Regions from separate parts of the Podarcis muralis genome. Here region 1 is linked to region 2. A link is a contact called in public Hi-C data. All regions are on one chromosome and are shown on one strand. The core of a region is the stretch at or near the end of the contact, and the rest is flanking DNA. Distances in the headings are between cores, read along the strand shown. Region 1 holds the start of TNRC6A (trinucleotide repeat containing adaptor 6A). Region 2 holds the start of GGA2 (golgi associated, gamma adaptin ear containing, ARF binding protein 2).

Region 1 (5,254 bases), core at 1,458-3,957, 170 kb after region 2:
GAAAAATAATTTGGTCAGATATTTACCCCCCCCCCCATTCCCACTCCAAACTCTTAAGCTAATTCCAAAGTTTCTATTACTACTGTAGTAATGGGAAGTTTCAAATTTCCCTGGCTATTAGCAAGCAGCTACTTCTCACACTCCTTAATACAGCACATAGAAAGGAACAAATGTTTATTTCACAAGATGCGGCTTGTGTTGAGTTCAAGGCCAGCGATGATTTCCAGCCAATAAAAATCCATCTGGCTAGGCAAGGATGAAAAACACACACAGCAAACAAACCCTGCATTCATTTTTGCTCTTGCTTGCTTCTGGCAACAGTTTAAATGTAGCAAAAGAAAATATGTTCAGCAAGATATTTAAAGGAGTGGAGGACGCCGCTTCACAAAGGACCCCTCTGCTCAATTACTTTTTATAAGGAAGCTTCACCACATTTCTTTAAAACAAATCACGCAAACTGTCAATTGTCTAAGCGCCCAATTCCTACATGCCCTTCAGTTCGTTCTCTGCCCTTTTATTTCTGACTTACCTGCTTAGTTTTCTTTCGACTTCTTTGGTAGCTTTAGCTTCCAACACTCTGAAAAAGAACACACATATCCCCAATCAAGAAAACAAGCCCAGGCAGTAACAAATCAGAAGTACAAATGCAGGCATACTTGTCTGACCAATGATTTAAAGGATTGTTTTATTGTGCACAGTTAAATGAGAAATGAATATGCAATGAATAAAAATACACATATGCACTAGCTGATTGAGAAAAGCAGTGAACACGAACACACACGTTGGTGCAGGAGAAGCAAGAGTTCAGCAGCTGAAAACCCTCATCAGTCCCGTTCTGAGCACAACATGTATTTCTGGCACCAACAGGAAGACAGCCATGTCAACCGCTTGCAAGAAAACCCAAGGAAGGAGCTTTGTGGCACCTTCAAAATCGACACATTTAAAACTGCTGTTGTAGGCAACGACCCATTTAATCAGATGAACTAATGTGAAGGTGCAGGTGAAAGATAACTGAGGCCAGCAAAAGCAGCTAACAGGATAGACTCAGATAGCACCAGAGACAAAGCTGGAATGCACTGAGAAGCCCTGTCCCAAAGAAGCTAGAACTATACAGCTCAGCACCAGCTTGTAAGATTAGCAAACAGAAAGTATATTAATAATATAGCTTCAGAACAGAAATTGCTATTGCCTGATGTGCTCCACAAGAACATTCACTGCATGTAAGGTACACCATACTTGCAACACTCTGCCCTAGGTGGGACTGAGGCCTAGGCACCAAACATGGAACCACAACATTAAGTGCTCTCAATATGTCCAAAACAGATTCGAATCTATGGCTGAGTTGGAAACATGCTCTGGGCTCAGAGCAAAGGAATTATAGGAGGTGGGTTAATGGTTCGGCCAGATTCTACCTGCAACAGAACATGGTGACATATGTACTTGTATCAGCTGTTTTGCTAAAGACGCAGCTGCTACTGTATACAAATGTGTGCCCAACAAATGGATGGGGTGGTATTTTCATACCTCACCAGTGTCCATTCAATTAAAATAAAAAGGAGGGGGGGTGTTTCAGAACTTAAGTGAATGGTGCTGGCAGCTAAAGAGGTAAAAGCTCAGCAACTTGTACTCTATTGAGGCCCTTCAACGCTGCTCACCCTGCAGGGATCTACAGAGGGCATCCTAAGGGTACAGCCACTGTCAGGCCAACAGGGTGGCACAGACTTTTATGCTATTTATTACAACAGGGGCACCCCTCCTCTCCATCTAAGAATGCACCCTAGGGAGCTCGACTGAAAGCACCTCCTCTGCCCATGCACCCCTTTAGTTCTACTTAGATGCTATTTTTTGGGTGGGGAAGACATCCTTTCCTTCCATCTGGGCAAATCTGGGGCGAGCAGGCTGCACCCCAGCCTCATTGCAAGTATTTCTCATTTGGCATAAGGGCCCCCACCGCCTCCTGTCTGCAATGAGCGCAGGATGGGTGGACGGCTGCCTGCGCTGCACTCCTTCTCCTCTCGCGCCATCCTCCGCTGCGGGGAGGGGGGGGCGAGCGAAATTTCCGCTTCCTCGCAGGGGCCCCCTTTCACGCTTTCTTGCATTTGCAGCTGAAGTAAACAGAAGAGGAGGAGACTCTCTCATTCTCTTTTCCCCACTCTCTCTTCCCTCTCCTTCCCCCGGGCGCCATGCACCGCTTTGCAGCCTCCCCGGGGCAAGGGCGCACGCAAAGCGCGGGCACGGGGCGGCGGCGGGGCGCGCGTTTCTCTCTCTCTCGGGCAGCTCCGTGCAAGGCGGAGCGCTGGCGCAGCAGCAAAATGGGGGGGCAGGCCCGGCCCTCGCGCGCCATGTTTAGTGAGGGGCTTTTTTTTTTTTTTAAGGTGCTGGGGAGATATATATGAGAGGAAAATTTTGTCCCGGCTGCACCTTATCCTGCAAACGACACCCCCCCTAACCCGGACCACGGCGCCCCCTCCTCACCGCATGTGCTTTGGGGGGGGGCGGCGGGGGTGTCGCCTGCTCCGCCTCTTATTCCCGGCGCCCCGGCCTGGGGGTCCCCGGCAGGGTGGCCTCGGCTGCCTCCTGCTGCTGCTGCTGCTTCTCCACCCGGGTCGGCCGCCTCCGCCTCCGCCTCTTCTTCTTCTCCCCCCTCCCAGCCGCCGCCATTTCCAGCCTCCCTCACGGAGGAGACTCCCCAGCAGCCCCGTCGCCGCCACGCCCCGGAAGCGGACGCCCCGCCTCCCCCCGCCGGTGGGAAGCACTTCCGGGGGGGCTCCCGTCGCCGCCAACATGGCGCCCTAGCAACGAGCGGGAGAGGGAGAGGGGAGGGAGGTCGAATTGGCGCGACGGATCCGCCGTGGAACGAAGCGTTAGGAAAAAATGTGGTGGAAGAAGGGGCAAAAGAGTCCCCTCCGTGGATGTAGGGATGCGGCTTATTCATCAGCTCAGTTGCTGCATTTATTATAGCCCGCCTCTTTTCCTCTAAGGAGCGCTAGGTGGCGCACACGCTCCCCCTCCCCGCACTCCATTTTATCCACACAGCGACCCTGCGAGGTAGGCTTGGGTCCATCTCGCTCAATATTGCCCACACCAGGCACGTCCAGCGGGTAGATCGTGATCTACCAGTAAATCACCGGACGTCTGTGGTAGATCACTGGCTCCCCCCAAAGAAGCTCAACAACTTTGGCTCCCCTAAAAAAAAGCGCAACATTTTAGCCCTTCACCTCCAAAAAGCGGGGCTTCCCTCCTTCCTAAAAAAAGCGCTCAACAACCTTGACCTGAACTCCCCAAAAGATCACTGGCAGTTTTTAACTCTGTGAGTAGATCGCAGTGTCTTGGGTGTTGGCCACCCGTGGCCTAGACGGACCGGCAGAGACTCTCCAGGGTTTTAGGCAGGAATCTTTCTCCCAGCCCTAACTGGCGATGCCTTGGGAGACAGAGCCAGAGACCTGCATGCAAAGCATGTGCTCTACCTGTGAGCAATGGCCCTTCCCTGGTAATGTGGCCTTCCTGCCATCTCCCACAGATGTCCCTTTAACGCCACCCCACCCCACCCTCCGCAGCTTGTGGCTGTGCCTTCAGTATTTCACTTTTTATAACCTCCCTCTTTAATGTCTATCCATGGCATCCTACCCAACTGTTGCTTGAGCTGTGTGAACTTGGCCTTCCATGGTGTACACTTGACTATGTCTTTTTATCACAAATCCCAAGATGACACAGTCACTTTCCCTCGAGATTCCTGCCACTTCCACTCCTTCGATCAGTTCTTCCCTGTTGGTCAAGATTAGGTCAAGGGTAGCAACTCCCCTCCCCCCCCCCTCCTTCACCAAGAGAATATGAGATGGCACCTCTAGATGTTAAGTTGACTCTCTGCTGCCTGCCCCATTAATGAGCTACTCTTACCCATAAGCCTGCCAGAGATATGGCATATTATCAGCAATTCCCTCATGTCCCTCTGATGCTTTGCTTCTAACAACTTAAGGAGTTCTAGGAAAGCAAATTTCTTTGTGGATGTTTTTCGTGCTATTCAGAAATACAATTTATGATCTGAGCAATTACAACTGTTCAGTGTCGTTATTTATATCAGCCTTCATGATCCTGATGTCCTCCAGATGTTTTAGACTACAACTCATGTCAGCTCCAGCCAGTCTCAGAATGTGTTTTAGTCCTGCAGCTGTCCTGTGAAAGTTATGAGGTTGGGCTATGAGAGACAGGGGGAGAAATAGAGAAACTATTTTGCTCAAGGTCTGTCAGTGAGCTTCATAGCCTAGGAGGGATTTCTGCTGGCAGTGGGTTTCCCTTACCTGACACCAGGGGCTCCTCCAGATTTCCTGTTTACTGAGCATTCATCTTGATTTGCTTATAGAAAGCTTATGCAGAAGTTACATGATGACCAGTCTTTATTGAGCATTTATGGGACAGTTAGATGACAATGAGCATTTGTCCTGATTTGCTTCCTGTTAATCATTAATTCATCCCACACTTTTCTTGTCACTTTCCAAACTGCAAAAAGTTCATTTTAAAATTTGTTTTGCTAGGGCAACAGAGCACTTTAATCTCCTTTAATTGCACAAACCTAAAATTCCGGTATGCACTTTGAACCCTCCTCCAAGTTAGTGACAGGCTGGAGGCATCCCAACAACTGAGTTGTCCTTGAGTTCCTTTGCAAGCTGTTAACAGGTCATGATCTGGATCTGACCTTAGATCCCTTTGAAATCAATATGACTTAAATTAATTCATTACTATATTTGCTCATTGATTTCAGTGGAGCATAAGTTCAATAACAGACTGGATAAAAGAATCTAATAAGGAATAACCACAGTATGAGGCCACCAGTCAAATGTGTATTCCTCAGCCTATCTATCTCCAGTTACAACTCTGCTCTTATGCTCCATAGTCAGAGAGATCATATAATTCCTGCCATCACCAGCTTGATTTATTTTGAGTCGAGGCACAAAAGCAGCATTTAAATACAAAAGACTCGCAGGATTCACAGAACACTTGAAGCATAACAATCAAAGCATTGCCCCCCCTTCCTTTATCTTCCTAGGTCTGCAATTTGTAGTCAAGGCTTCGAGAAAACCTCAATAGGGGAAAATCAAGGGAATGGGGTGAATTTCCTGTGGCCTTTGTCTAGCATCTTAAGGAGAGGAGAATGGAAAACCATGAGCAAACCGATAGTTTTTGGAAACATATTTGATTTGTGTCTAAATTAGTTGTATGGCAACGAGTTCTTGATGCACAACACAGTGGGCATAAT
Region 2 (5,552 bases), core at 448-2,947:
TAATTAGGAAGGGAAATCCAGGTGTAAAGAGGATGAGGTGTAAAGAGGATGGAGAATGTTCTTTCCACCAGTTCTCTCCAGCAGCATTTTGAAATACTTTCTACTGTATTGGCAAATTGACTGATAAATATACAGGCGTTGATCAGATGCATTTTCATGCCTGGCAGTAAAACGTCAGATTGCATCAGATTACTGCTGGCTCAAATCAGAAAACAGAAAAAATTACAGGGTTTTTTTTCCTTGCGTCAGAGAAAGCTTTTTATAGAGTGAGAAAATAATCTTTTTTTCTGTAATGAAGGCATTTGATTTAGGGAAGCATTTATACAACAGACAGCCCTGAAGCCAGAATTAGCTGGGAATGTGTACTCTTGTTTTTATATATATATAAAAGTAGGCAAAATACTTCTCCTGGGAGTTACTCTTATTTGCAGAAACTAGTCAGAGGCAGCAATGCACGTGAATGCCAGTTGCTGGAAGCCACAGGAGGGGAAAGTGCCCTTGTGCCCAGGCTTGCTTGCTTTGCTAGCTTCCCATGGGCATCTTGTTGGTAACTGGGAGAACAGGATGCCAGCCCAGATGGGCTTTGGGGCAGATTCCAAAAAGGCTCTTCATATGTCTTTAACTTTGAGCAAGAGCAGTAAGAAATTGCCCATGAATAAAAGCAGTGAGGATAATGGGCCAATAAAAAAAAAACCTTACTTTATTTATTTATTTTATTTATTTATTTATTTATGAATTTATAATCCACACTTTCAGGGAGGGGAAAAACACAGCAAGGTGGAGTACAACATATAAAGTTATAAAAATCAACAAATGGCCATAAAAACCTGGTTAAAATTTATCAGTGAATATCAATAGACACTGACTGATTAAAACAAAACATCATTTTGTAAAGGCCTGTCTGAATAAAAAAAAAAGTTTTAAAAAGAAGGGAGAATGATGTAGTATTTAAGCCTGACTAAGCCCACCTGAGTCAAGAGTGGAGATCGAATAAAAAAAAATTATGGCAAAATATCAGGTTATTAAGTCCAGGAGGCAAGAAGTACCTCAAACATGACGAAACTAGAAGATCCCCAAATTATCTGCCCTCAAATGAAAAAGAGAGAGAGAGAGACGGCAACATTGAATGAAAGGAATATCCAAACAGCTTTGACGGGGGGGGGGGGGGGAATCGGAAGGCAAAACTGTTGCCTTTCAGGGTCCCCCAGTCTGGGTTGAAAAAACACGCAGCCACTTTGACTCCGTCTTGCCGAAGGGGGCCAGTTTAAGCCGCCTGGTGCAAAACCGCTTCCGAGTTGCACCGTTTGACGCTTCAGGTGGTTTGCAAGAAAAGCTCCCAGGGGAGAGCGCTTTCCAAGACACCCCCTCCAGGCTCATATGCCAGATTTGGGAGCGAAGGGCCGGCCCGGCAGGGTGGGGTGTCCTTTCTTCCTCCACCCGCGTCTCAGGAGCCAAGGAGCCAAGCTCCGCGCAACTCAGCCCGGAGAGGCGCCCAGCCAGGCGCCGTAGCCTCTGAGCGCGTGCAGAGCGCCCTCCCTCTCCTCCCCACACTCACGCAGCAGCAGCTCCAGCGTGCCCGGAGGAGCCGCCCGCGCCATGGCCTGCCTCCCTCTTCCTCGGCCGGGCAGAAAATTGGCCCGGCACGCCCAGCCCCGGGTGGGACGACCCTCCGGCGCCCAGACCCCGCCTCGGCGCCCGCCCGGGGCGGGGAGAGGCAGCCGGAGCGCCGCCCCCGCGCCCGGCGCTGGGCAGCAACAGGCCTGGCACTGAAGCCCCGCCAGGGAAAAGCACACCAGCAGCCGCCGCGAGGGGCCGGGCAGCCGCCCAGAGCAGCCTCTCCCCGGGGGCTCCGCGCCTTGGCCAGCTCGGCCAGGGGCAAAACATTGGCGGGGGTGGGGGCAAGGGGCGCATAAGGGGAGAGAGGACAGCGGGCAGATAGATTTATACATCGCTTTAAAAGAAAACAGCTTAAAGTGGTTTACAAGGGGGGGGACAACAAAATTATCAGTAAGAAAAATGAACAGCAATAATGTAAAACTTTCGAGAAGTTAAAATGATAGACTCAAAATGGATTAGTGTTCACATCAGGTTGGAAAAGCACAATTAAAAACCAAAGCCTCCAGCCCACAAGAAAAATAACGATAATCCGTATTACAGCAAAGTTCTTGTTGGGCTGGAAGTGGGGAAAAGTTTGCCCACTCCTTTGCAACATTTGGGTTGGCCTAATGGAGGTGATGCTCTTCTAAGGATTTGGATTTTTTTGGTTTTTGGAAACGTTTGCCTTTAGCTCAGTGGTTCCTAAGCTATTTTGGACCTCTTGGTCGCATAAACCCATCCTCAGACCCTCTGCCCTATGAAAAGCATTACTATAGTCAGAATAGTGGTTATCACCACCCCGAGGAAGATAATAATGCAATACAATTCAAACTTAATAGATTGCACATTTTATTAACAATTACCTTAAATGCACATTTATGCAAAACCCAATTAAACTCTGTAGTTTGAGTGATTCCACAAAACTGAGGAACTTGATCAAGTGATACCTGCTTTTCAAAGTCAGATAGTGATTGACACCCCAAAGCCCAGTGCCTCACTTAGCTGGGCTGCCCTAATCTAGAGAGAACTGGAAGACCCCAGTCAGAAGAGAAAAGTGGGCTGAAATAGAGAAGTATCAAAGACAATGGCCAAATCTATTAAAGATAAAGGGGGGAGTGATTTAGCATACTGTTCCTCTCCCCACCCCCAACATGACTGGCCTTAGGACCCTGCCTGGGTCAGCTTATCTATTGTTTGTTTTGTGCCCTATTCTTCAGCCAAAAAGGCCTGACAGTCCCTACCCTCAGGTCTACAATCTTGAGAGAGATGACACGACACACAAGGAGAAAGGGACAAAGTCAAAACTCAGGCATCCATTGCTAGACAGTTGTTCCTGTAATGACCAGCTGGCCCAGTTTAGGGACAGGAGGTTCCTCATGGAGCTGGGCATTTAGCAAAGCTGATTTGGTGAGCCTTGCTGCCCATCTCTCTTGCACTGAGGGAGTCTGCCAGAATGGCTGCCCCCAGGTGACAGCAGAGGGGAGAGGAGGCCTGGTGGGAGCTGCCACAGCAGATCTGATAGACTGAGCTCTGCTTCCCCGGCCCCCCACTGCTTGCTTACCTTCCAAGCCAGCCTGTAGCCACACCTGACTTGGAAGAGTCACCTTCCTTCACCACAAAGGGTCGCAGGCTAAGCCATTCAAGGTTGCTCATATAGGGATGTCTGAGGAGGGCACCACCCTTGTTCTGGAAAGACATCCCAAAATGGTGCTCAGAGGGGCATAGACCTTTGGAGGCCCTATGCCATGAAAAGATTTTGGTGCCCCCACATATATCTACAGTGGTGCCTCGCAAGACAAAATTAATTCGTTCCACGAGTTTTTCCGTCTTGCAAAGCACGGTGTTGGAAAAGTTTTGGAAAAGCTTCAAAAATCACCAAAGTCTTCAAAAACCTCAAAAAAGGCTACCACACCGCGTGCTATGAGTTGCTCCTCGAAGTCAAGTCGCAACTGTATTAACGGTGTTAAGAAAAAGGAAACAAACTTGCAAGACGTTTCCGTCTTGCGAAGCAAGACTATAGGGAAAATCGTCTTGCGAAGCAGCTCAAAAAACAAAAAACCCTTTCGTCTTGCGAGTTTTCCGTCTTGCGAGGCATTCGTCTTGCGAGGTACCACTGTAATTCAAAATATAAACAATAATAAACTGTAAAATAATGAAATGAAACGAAAACTACAGTAAGATGGAAAGTAATGTTTATTTTTGCATAGTTGTAGAAATGATGTTTGTGTTCAGCTGCACCATATGGTCCAAGGGGAAATTCCTTCTCTTGATGCCCTAAACCCATACTTATTTTGCTTAATGCTTAATCCAGCCCTGGGCAGAGAGACTAGGCTGAGCACAGGAGATGCTGTTACACCCAGCAGGACCACGCATCTCTGCGGATTTATGGCTGATGGTGCAAACGTCACATTAAAGATTCATATTGATTTTCAATTGTATTTTATTGCTCCTTTTCACAGAACCAGAGAATTGTAGAGTTGGGAAAGTCCCCAAGGGTCATCTAGTCCAACCTACTGCAATTAATTATCTCTGAGACTGTAATGCAGTAAAAATACCCTTTGAATTCTATGGAACTGGACCCTTGGAGCTTACTCTCCTGAGGCTTCCAAGGTTGACGCTGCTCCCCAGCCCCGGAGGAATGCCCAGCTGCGAGGCCACGTGGAAAACAGTCACAACGGCACTTTGACCTCCAGCCAGTGTTTTTGCTTTTTTTATTAATGCCACGGCAGACTCAACTAGAACCGGAAATCCCCTTAGGGTCTCAGTGCCAATGCCAGGCTGCCAACCCCAGAGCACTTTTAAAAAGAGAGAGAGAGAAGTGGTCAAGTCCGTGGCTGTGGGATGCTCTGCAGTCCACAGGAAGGTGTTTGAGCTTCGTGGAAGGCTTGACATGCAAGCTCTATTGAAAGTTCGGTTGGCTGTTTTGCTTCAACAGATCAGCTGCAAAGGGCTCTCTGGATCCGTGCACTAGCCTCTCTGGGCCCCAAGGAGACGATCATCTCAGCAACGCTGGGTCCTTCCTGAAATGGACAGGGAGGTTACTCCAGAAAGGGAGGGGGAGCCCTTGCCAACCAGGAAGGAACACCTCCCTACTTGAAAACAAGAGCTCCTGAAGCTTTGTGGAAGCTAGAGTCTGAGAGGCCTCCATTACAGCTTCCCTCTTCCATATTCCTACCACAATTCCATTGACGGAGTGCTCTACAACTTTTCTAGCTGCAGTACCACCACCCCTCCTGAGTAAACGGCCTCGGCCCAGTATACCTGAAGGGGCGTCTCTACCTCCATCGTTCTGCCCAGACACTGAGGTCCAGCTCCGAGGGCCTTCTGGCGGTTCCCTCACTGTGAGAAGTAAGGCTACAGGGAACCAGGCATAGGGCCTTCTTGGTGGTGGCGCCCACCCTGTGGAATGCCCTCCCACCAGATGTCAAGGAAATAAACAAGTATCTGACTTTTAGAAAACATCTGAAGGCAGCTTCCTATGATTTCAGCACTGCCCAATAAATGGAATAACATTAAAAAAACTGGCATCCTGTATTAGGTGTTTAGCTGGCATCTTCATGTTGCCATTCAGGCGCAAAGTAAAGACTTGCTTATCAGGGCATGTCTTGGGGTGGGGGGAGGGCTCACAGAATCATAGAGTTGGAAGGGACCCAGAGGATCGTCTAGTCCAATCCCCTGCAATGCAGGAATATGCAGCTGTCCCTGAATGGAGATCGAACCTGCAACTTTGGCGTTGTCAGCACCATGCTCTAGTCTAACCAACTGAGCTATCCATCCTTATTCTTGGTTTTATTCTAGCTCTAGCTTGACCTGTGGGTTTTTGCTCATACCTTTTCATTATTAATTGTCAGGAATGGTCCATCCGTGTTAACTGATTTCACGTATTTTTATTGTTATAAGACACCGATTTGCTGAAAATGAGGTACAAATAATTTTAGGTCAGCCTTAGTCAATGT

What was found. A called contact is a pair of places that touch in the nucleus more often than the background predicts.
Region 1: a Hi-C map of tail shows a contact between it and region 2, with 2.2 times the contacts expected there. The contact joins the promoter of TNRC6A here to the promoter of GGA2 in region 2. A contact is called at or near these places in 2 of 3 Hi-C or Micro-C datasets (blood and tail).

Annotation. Positions count from the first base shown.
Region 1 is chr14:31,359,835-31,365,088 of rPodMur119.hap1.1, forward strand. It overlaps TNRC6A (trinucleotide repeat containing adaptor 6A), which reads right to left and starts at 2,708. Exons shown (of 23, transcript XM_077919168.1): 1 at 2,476-2,708; 2 at 530-577. The coding sequence starts at 2,480.
Region 2 is chr14:31,186,591-31,192,142 of rPodMur119.hap1.1, forward strand. It overlaps GGA2 (golgi associated, gamma adaptin ear containing, ARF binding protein 2), which reads right to left and starts at 1,698. Exons shown (of 12, transcript XM_077919160.1): 1 at 1,556-1,698. The coding sequence starts at 1,598. It overlaps EARS2 (glutamyl-tRNA synthetase 2, mitochondrial), which reads right to left. Exons shown (of 9, transcript XM_028706552.2): 9 at 3,772-4,616. The coding sequence ends at 4,533.